Regions from separate parts of the Mus musculus genome. Here region 2 is linked to region 1. The links are chromatin contacts, called in public Hi-C maps. All regions are on one chromosome and are shown on one strand. Each heading gives the region's core, a stretch centred on a gene start, on an enhancer-like site or on the middle of the called end of the contact. The rest is flanking DNA. Distances are from core to core; before and after follow the strand shown.

The links. Hi-C and Micro-C count contacts between places; a contact is called where the count stands out from the background.
Region 2: a Hi-C map of the N1E-115 cell line shows a contact between it and region 1, with 6 times the contacts expected there. The contact joins two enhancer-like sites. A contact is called at or near these places in 3 of 484 Hi-C or Micro-C datasets (the HPC-7 cell line, the N1E-115 cell line and uterus) and 1 of 9 other capture datasets (embryonic stem cells).

The regions. Positions count from the first base shown.
Region 1 is chr5:119,136,453-119,140,388 of GRCm38.p6, forward strand. No RefSeq gene overlaps it. Among named protein-coding and RNA genes, the nearest start is that of Gm31129, 4.8 kb to the left of the region's middle. Within about 2 kb of position 1,634, at least 14 of the 459 cell types and tissues checked have an H3K27ac peak or open chromatin away from gene starts, as enhancers often do. A contact at or near this core is called in the N1E-115 cell line, where this site is marked.
Region 2 is chr5:119,538,018-119,542,073 of GRCm38.p6, forward strand. No RefSeq gene overlaps it. Among named protein-coding and RNA genes, the nearest start is that of Gm31314, 12 kb to the left of the region's middle. Within about 2 kb of position 2,549, at least 1 of the 459 cell types and tissues checked has an H3K27ac peak or open chromatin away from gene starts, as enhancers often do. A contact at or near this core is called in the N1E-115 cell line, where this site is marked.

The DNA.
Region 1 (3,936 bases), core at 384-2,883:
TTCATGCACAGATCCATGTATGTGCACACACATGTGCACACAGACACAGGGACACATACATATGCTGACTGTGCACACGTGCACACGCGCGCGCGCGCACGCGCGCACGCACACACACACACACACACACACACACACACACACACACTAAACTGGGGGTATAGCTCAGTTGGTAGAGTGCTTGCTGAGTATGCAAGTGCCCTGGGTTTGATTCCCCAGAGCCACATTAACTGAGGAGTAGTATTGCCTGTCTGTCATCCCAGCACTTAGGAGGTAGAGGAAGGATGGTCCGCAGTTTAAGGTCATCCTTGGCTACCAAGAGAGCTGGAAGTCAGCCTGGGCTACATAAGACTCTATCTCAAACCCTTATCCACACATGGAACGTTCCAACCACAATGCAGATCAACACAAATCCAACTCTGTAAAAATGAAAGTAATGGAGTGTTCATGGAAAATCGCAGGCTGCTTCTAGGCTGCGCACTCTGTGGTTGTGGGGCAAGAACCCAGCGAAATGTTGGATGCAAAGAGCTATGCATAACTTAAGTCACAAGCAAAACCAAGCAGAAGGCAGCTAGGTGGTGTAGGGCAAGCTCCTGGCTACACTGGGTGATGAAGCAGTCTCAGGGGATGCCAATAGAAGCTTCTAGACACAGCAGTGCTCTCTCGATCTGTGTGCAGGCTGTACTGGTCTGTCCAGTTTAGGAAAATTCATTAAGTCGAGCGCCTATGATTTGTGTACTTTTCCATATGCGTATCGCACACCAGTAAATGTTAAAAAGAAAAAGAGTGGAGGCATTAACATTTTTTTATATGACAGGAGGAGAAAGCCCTTTATCTTCCTAGAAAATCCACCATAAACCGGTCGTTCCATTTGGGAAGGCTTTAACAGGAGTAAACAATCATTTATTTAATGAAGGGAGGAGCCCATAGCTTTCATCAGATTTTCAAAGGGAGCCTTCACCCCCAGAGCGATTAAGAACAAATGCGAAGACTGGAGGGGGTGGTGGTGGTGGAGGGACCGAAGAAAGAGATTCAGAGAGAAATATGCTTTCTGCTATCAAGGTATCCGCCAGGAAACGTCAAGGGAAGGCTGCAGGAAGCATGGGGGTCATGGTCAGTTCGAAGCACAGCCCTACTTCAAGTTCTTGGCCATTGGTGTCTCTCTCCTGCCCGCAGGGTTGGGGCTCACCTCTGTCTGCACACGTGCAGTTCACAGCAGCCCAGACGCTAAAAGGTGATTTAGAGGGAGGCTCAGGCTGGGGGCGGGGTGCTGGGGGGGGGAGAGGTCTCCCCCGGACTCTCTTGTAATTTAGGGACGATTCTTGAATCCCCCCGGGGTCTTGGCTCCTGGCAGAAAATAAATGTGGGTCACTCCTGGGATAGGTACTCCTCGGCATGTGTGTCCCTGTGAAGAGAGATGGATGGCCGGGGCAAGAGGCTTTCCTCCATAAATCACGCAGCATTTGAAATAGACCTCTTTCCTTATGAGATGCGAAAGGGAGACAGGAAGTCAGGGTAGACACAGGTGCGGGCCATTTGCAAAGGCAGAGGGATGAGTTAGGGGGCAGAGGCAAGAACTGGGACACCAGAGGTAACAGCATCCTTCAGGCATGCCTCTAGTCGGCATAGCATTGCGAGGACCCATGATGGACCAGCCTCCATTTCCGGACTCCTTAGCTCCCATCTTGCACTGCGTTGCTAGGTTTCTTTCTTTCTTTTTTTTTTTCTTGGTCCGCCCACTTTTCTGTCTTTTGTTTCCCCTCTCTCAGTGGCCCCTAGGGAAAAGAGTTTATAGATGCAGGTTCAGGTTCAAACCCCTGGCTCTGCTGCAAGCTGGCTGTGTGAACTTTAAGTGACTTCAGCTCTCTGATTCCTTGCATGTCCCGTCTATAAAACGTCCACCTCGCAGTGTTCTCATGGAGGATTAAATGAGATTAAAGGAGACCAGAGGCCTTCTGCGTGGTACTTAACTGATTTTCAATTCTCGGTTATAACTGTTCCTTATGCCTTCCTCCGCATCAAGGGGCCTTTGACAGGCCGGACGGCTTTCTCCCGGGAGACGTTTGGCAACGTCCTCAGACATTTCTGGATGTCACACTGGAGACAGGAAGGTGGTGTTGGCATCTGACGGAGACAAGCCAGAAATGCTTGCCGACCGTCCTAGAAGGCACAGGGAACCTTCCCATGGCAAGGAGGCACTCAGCCCAGCCCAGATGCTGATAGAGGCTGAGAAAGCTTGCTTTAGGCTGTGCATAGTGTGATAACCTTCTCTGTGGTTCCCAATCGCCGTCCTCTCTCCTCTTGCCGTTGTATAGCTCGGGGAGGGGGGGGTGGGGCGGCGGCAAGAATGAGATGGAAGATTTGTTTGTGATCAGGCTGGGTTCAGGGTTGGGGCTGCAGCATTTACCAGCTGTGTGTTCTGGGATCAGTTAAGCAACCTCTCTGAGTTGTAGATTGATCGTGGGTTTTTTTTGGGGGGGTCTGGGGGGGCGGAGGAGAGGGTTAGCTAGAATGGGATATAGGAATGACAGCTCCTAACACTTCTCAGAAACATATCTGTGACCTTCCCCACCAGCAACCTGAGGAGGACCTTGAACCTTTGTGAAGATGGTGCCCCTTCTGATGGGTTTCTTTGTTCTCAGAAGAATCTCTCTTTAGTTTCTGCCTTTTTTTTCTGACTTCCCCTGAGGTGGGAATGGGGTCGGGGGTGGGGTGGAGTGGGGGAAGCCAAGTGTGTCTGCTGCGGGTTAAACTCACACAGTTTCAAAGCCAGCCCTGGAGCTCTCTGAGGCATGGCCTGCTCATCAGGGAGGGTTTGATGGTCTGGTTTCTTTCTCTTTCACTCCTTGGATCTGGTTATTAAAGTTTGGTTCCTGTAGGAGAGGAGAGCTTTGAAAACATCAGAATCGATGCTCCCTGCCAACCTTCTTCTTATCATGTCCCCCTCACCTCCTGCCTTTCCTCCCTTGGGGTGGATCAGAGACTCCTGGGGGTGGGCTAAGCGGTGCTGCACCATTCCCAGTTCACGCCATTGACAAACAGCTGAGAGCCACGTGCACTTCCTGGCTCTGTGCATATGAAAGCCACTTGCCTGTGCAGGGCAGAGGGCACCCCTATCCTCAGCAGGAGTTTTTCAGCCTTGTTGCCCCTCTGTGAGACTTCTTTCTGTTGCCTGGGGCTCTATCCCAAACATTTACATCAAAGGAGGGGCTGGGAGACATGGCTCAGCTGGTAGAGTGACTGCCCAACGTGCACCGAAGGGCCTGTGTTGGATCCCCAGCGTCCTATAAAATAGGAGCAGTGCGCACACCTGTAACCACAGCTCTGGGGAGGTGGAAACAAGTCCAAGGTCATTCTAGGCTATGAAATGAGTTAAAGGATATCCTGGGGTATTTGAGACCCTGTCTCAAAAAATTTTTTTAATCAAAAACAGACAGACAGACAGACAGACAGACAGACAGACAGAAAGAAAGAAAGAAAGAAAGAAAGAAAGAAAGAAAGAAAGAAAGGGAGTGTCATCAACTCCAAAGACAGATCAAACACCGGGCGTGTGGCCAAGAATTTCCCACGCCTGGTTCCTGTCATTCAATCTTCTTACCTCATACCAACCCAAGGACGAGACTAAGCTTGCTTCCTTGGGCCCATATGAGAGATGAGAAAACCAAGGCTCACAGAGGTGAAATGACCTACGGAAGGTGTGAATCCACCATGTGAAAGAGATAGGGCAGAGGGACCCCCTATCCTCAGCAGGAACCCACGGTTCTTAGATGCTGGAGCTGTGCTGGTGGTGTCCTGGATTTAGCTCTAGAACTCCCAAAGGCCAGCGAGCTGATGAGAAGGCTCAGCAGATAAAGTAACTTGACAACAGGATTTAGTCTGAATTCCAGTTCAACCGCAGGGAGCCCACACAGTGGTGGAAGGAGAGAGTTGGGTTGT
Region 2 (4,056 bases), core at 1,299-3,798, 400 kb after region 1:
CCAGATCCGATCAATCAAAATTAATTACATTATCTTGTGGTGTCTGCATTTAAAAGCTTTTTATTGTATGTATTATGTATTTACTTTGTGTATGTGTTCCTGTGGGTGGCATGGCCCACACATGAAGGTCAGAGGGCAATTTATGGGATTCCCTTCTCTTCTTTCACTACATGTGCCCTGAGCCATCTCGCCTGCCCTTTTCTAGACTTCAAGGCCACAGCAGCCATTCAGTAACTAGCTTGAAGGCCTACCAACAAGTCTCTAATTCTCAGCATTTTCTGGGAGGACTTAGCACACAGCTCTGTAACGTCACGTGAACTTCTTTTTGAGTCCAGGGGAAATGAAGACACAGAGAGGACAGTTGTCCAAAGTCACACAGTGTAGGCATGACAGAGCCAAGACTCAGAGCCTCATAGCCCGCCTCCCTGGTTGTACCCTCCTCCTGTGAACCTGGGGCTCTGAAGCCCCCACCCCTTTCTTTCCTCTCATCTCTCTTTCCTGTGACCATCCCTGCTCTGTGACACACATAACGCAAGAATTATTCACAGCCCTCTTTGCTTCTTTGACCAACAGCCTCCTAACACTATTACGTCTGATGGCTTTTCATTCCCGATGCCAAACCTGATTTGGCGTTCACAGCACTGAGGATTTCGGTCCCAGCTCTGTGGACAGGCTCCGGGGGCCCTAAGTGACTGTAGTTTACAGACAATCCAATTGTTATTGACATTTGTGTCGGATTGTTCATCAGCCTAGGCCTGTCTTGTAGGCCAGATCATTCTATTAGCTGGCCCCTTTCAGTCTCTTCGCTAACGACAAAATGCGCTCACGCCATCACGGCAGGCCAATCAATTGCAATATCACTCTACGGCTGTCAGAGTCACTTTTGTGGGCTTTGCTTTAGGGTCAGCTGGAGGAGGGGGAGGAGAGGGATGGGATTCTTGTGCACTGAGTCTGAAATGCAGGCAGCTACTGAGAACAAGAGGTCTCGTTGCAAGATAGATGATAGGTAGGGAAGTAGGTAGGTAGATAGACAGATAGACAGATGATAGGTAGATAGATAATACATAGACAAACAGAGAGATGGATAATAGATAGATAAATGCTATATAGACAGACAGATGATAGATAGATAGATAGATAGATAGATAGATAGATAGATAGATAATACATAAGTGGATAGATAGATAATAGACAGGTAGATAGGTATGCAGATAGATAATAGACAGATAAATAGATAAGATAAACAGATGATAGATGATAGATAGATAGATAGATAGATAGATAGATAGATAGATAATAGATAGGCGGGTATATAGATAGATAATAGATAAATAGATAAGATAGACAAGTGAAAGATGATTGCTTGATAGATAGGTAGATAATAGATAGATAGATAGATAGATAGATAGATAGATAGATAGATAGATAGATAGGTAGACAGATAGCCAGACAGATAGTAGAATAAATACTATATAGATAGATAGATATAAAGATTGGGAAAAGAATTACTAACAGGCCTATCATCTTGCTTCTTCTTCTATGTTGTATCTTGGGGGGAAATATCCAATTTTATCTCCAACCTCACCTGTGCTAGGTGAAGCTGCCTGGATCACAAAGCCCAACAGGTAGTCACCCCCATCTCTTCCCCTATGAAAGGTAGCTCTTGTCCATATACTGGCTCTTTTCCCTCCCCATCCTATATTGCTTTATTGCTGCTTCCCATAGTCCTCCCCCGGCTCTTGAGAAAGCAGGAGTTCTCAGTCTCCCCGAGTGGTTGCTGCACGTGGTTCAAGCAGACCCAGCACTCCTCAACTGTTTAAGCAAACACATCACCAGCTTGGCAAAGGGCATTGTGCAGGGGGCACAGCTCCATCCCGACCTTCCTGGACTCTTCCACAGTCATACGGTCTTTAGCGATGGCTGGCACAGTCACTATGTAGACTGGACAACAACCTTGGATTTTCTTAGCGATAAGGATGTGTGAACTCACAAAGTCCCAGAGTCATAAAAGTGAGTTCATAGAAACACAGTGAGTTCTTCAGACTGCCAGAAAGACCAGGAGTAAACAGACCTATCACAGCCAGAGAGCGCAAAGATGTTAGAGAGATGGAATCCCTCGAATTCTGTCCAGATGGAGGACAAGGCAAACCATGTCTCCCTCTATGACAATCTGCATGCTCCAGTCCTGACTCTCAGCACCCAGAGCTTGTCCCCTCATTTGGAGACATAAAGAGATGACCCTGTTGAAATGAGGTCATCTAGGTAAGAGGTTCCACTATGGCCAGTTCCTCAGAAGACAATGTTAGGACACTTAAGAGAAACATTTGCCACTTTTCATAATGTTAATTAAACATGGATAGTTTAACCCGGAAATTCCAGTAGAAATAAAGATGTGTGTCCTCACAAGAGTCTGAGTATTTATATCATCATTATTTATAACACCCTGGCTTATGGAAACAACCCAAATGCCTATTACCTGCTGGCTGCAGACACTCACTGTGCTGTGTTTATATAATGGAGTATTACACAGTAATAAAAAAAATCAAACGGAGGGACTTGCAGAATGCAGATGAATCTCAAAGCATTTATTACTCCAAGTGAGAGAAGCCAGGTGCAGATGGTCGCCTCGTAGAATTTCCATTCTTGTGACATCCTGAAAACATCAGCTCTGAAAGAACCAAGAGAGCAGATCGGTGGTTTCCGGGTGGACGATAGGAGAGGGAGAGATGGGCTCCTGAGGTGGACAGAGGAGGCTTTGTGAGTGGCTGCAATGTCCTCCTGGTTGGAGGGATGAACGTGTGCAAAGGCCATCAGACCACATCCTTAAAAGGGTAAATGTTGTTTTGGTTTTTTTTTTTTTTTTTTTTTACTGTATGAAAATTATATAGTTTAAGAGATGTGCTTTTTAAAAGCAATAATTGTGAGTTATCTTTCCTTCCAACCAAGGAATAGGACATTTTTATAATCACCGATATTCATCTGTGGAAAGTATAGGAAAGGATGTGGTCTTTAGCCTCCAGATGCCCCTGGCTGCATGAACGGCAGATTTGTCCAAGCCCAGGTAGGGTACTCAGCTGTAATCTCAGTGCTTGGGAAACAGAGGCAGGAGAAACTCAAACAACATCAGCAAAAGGTGGGGGAAGAGGTTATAGCTCAGTTGGTAAAGTACTTGCCTAGCATGCACAAAGCCCTGAATTATATCTTCAGCACCACAGATACTAGGCAGGGTGGCCAGACCCTGTAATCCCAGCACTCAGGAGGCAAAGACAGGAGGATCAGACATTCAAGGTCATCCTTGGCTACAAAGTAAAATTTTATATTTTAGTGTACAAAGGCAATAAAATATATTTTAAAAAAATAGGCAAAGTGTGATAGAACATGCCTTTAAGGCCAGCACATGGAAGTCAGAGGCAATTGGAACTCTGTGAGTTTGAGGCCGGACTAGTCCACATAGGGACTTCCAAGCCATCCAGGGCTACCTAGGGAGAACCTATCTCAGACAGAGAGAGAGAGACAGAGAGAGAGGGAGAGAGCTACCTTTCGGAAATGCAAATAACATTTTTCTATTAAGCTTCTGATATTCATTTTCACTTATAGAATCCAGTATTTGTTATGTGCACATTCTAATTTATCACAGCAAACCACGGAGTAATCCATAGAGAAATGACACCTATGAGATGGGAGCTCCAAGGCTCCCTAAAAGACCTAGAGTCCCTACAAACAGCACAGGAGACAGCCATTGCCCTTGGTAGTTCACCATAGCTATTGCTGAAGACACCGTATGCTTGGGTTTCATGAGAGAAACCATGGTGGAACTGACCTAGAAGCATCCTCCCTGATGCCTGACTTTGATACCACTGGAATGTGCTAAGCAGCAGTCCGCTGGAGACCAAACCTATCCGTAAGCGGTCCTACTCAGTGCTGGATGCTGCAGGAGGCAATGTGGACCTGTCAGGCAAGGATGTACCCGATGGTGTAATGGTGGCCTGGGTGTGAAGGGAGAGACCAAGCACTCTCTGGTGGTGTCCGTGCCCTGATCCACAGGTGGCTATTCCT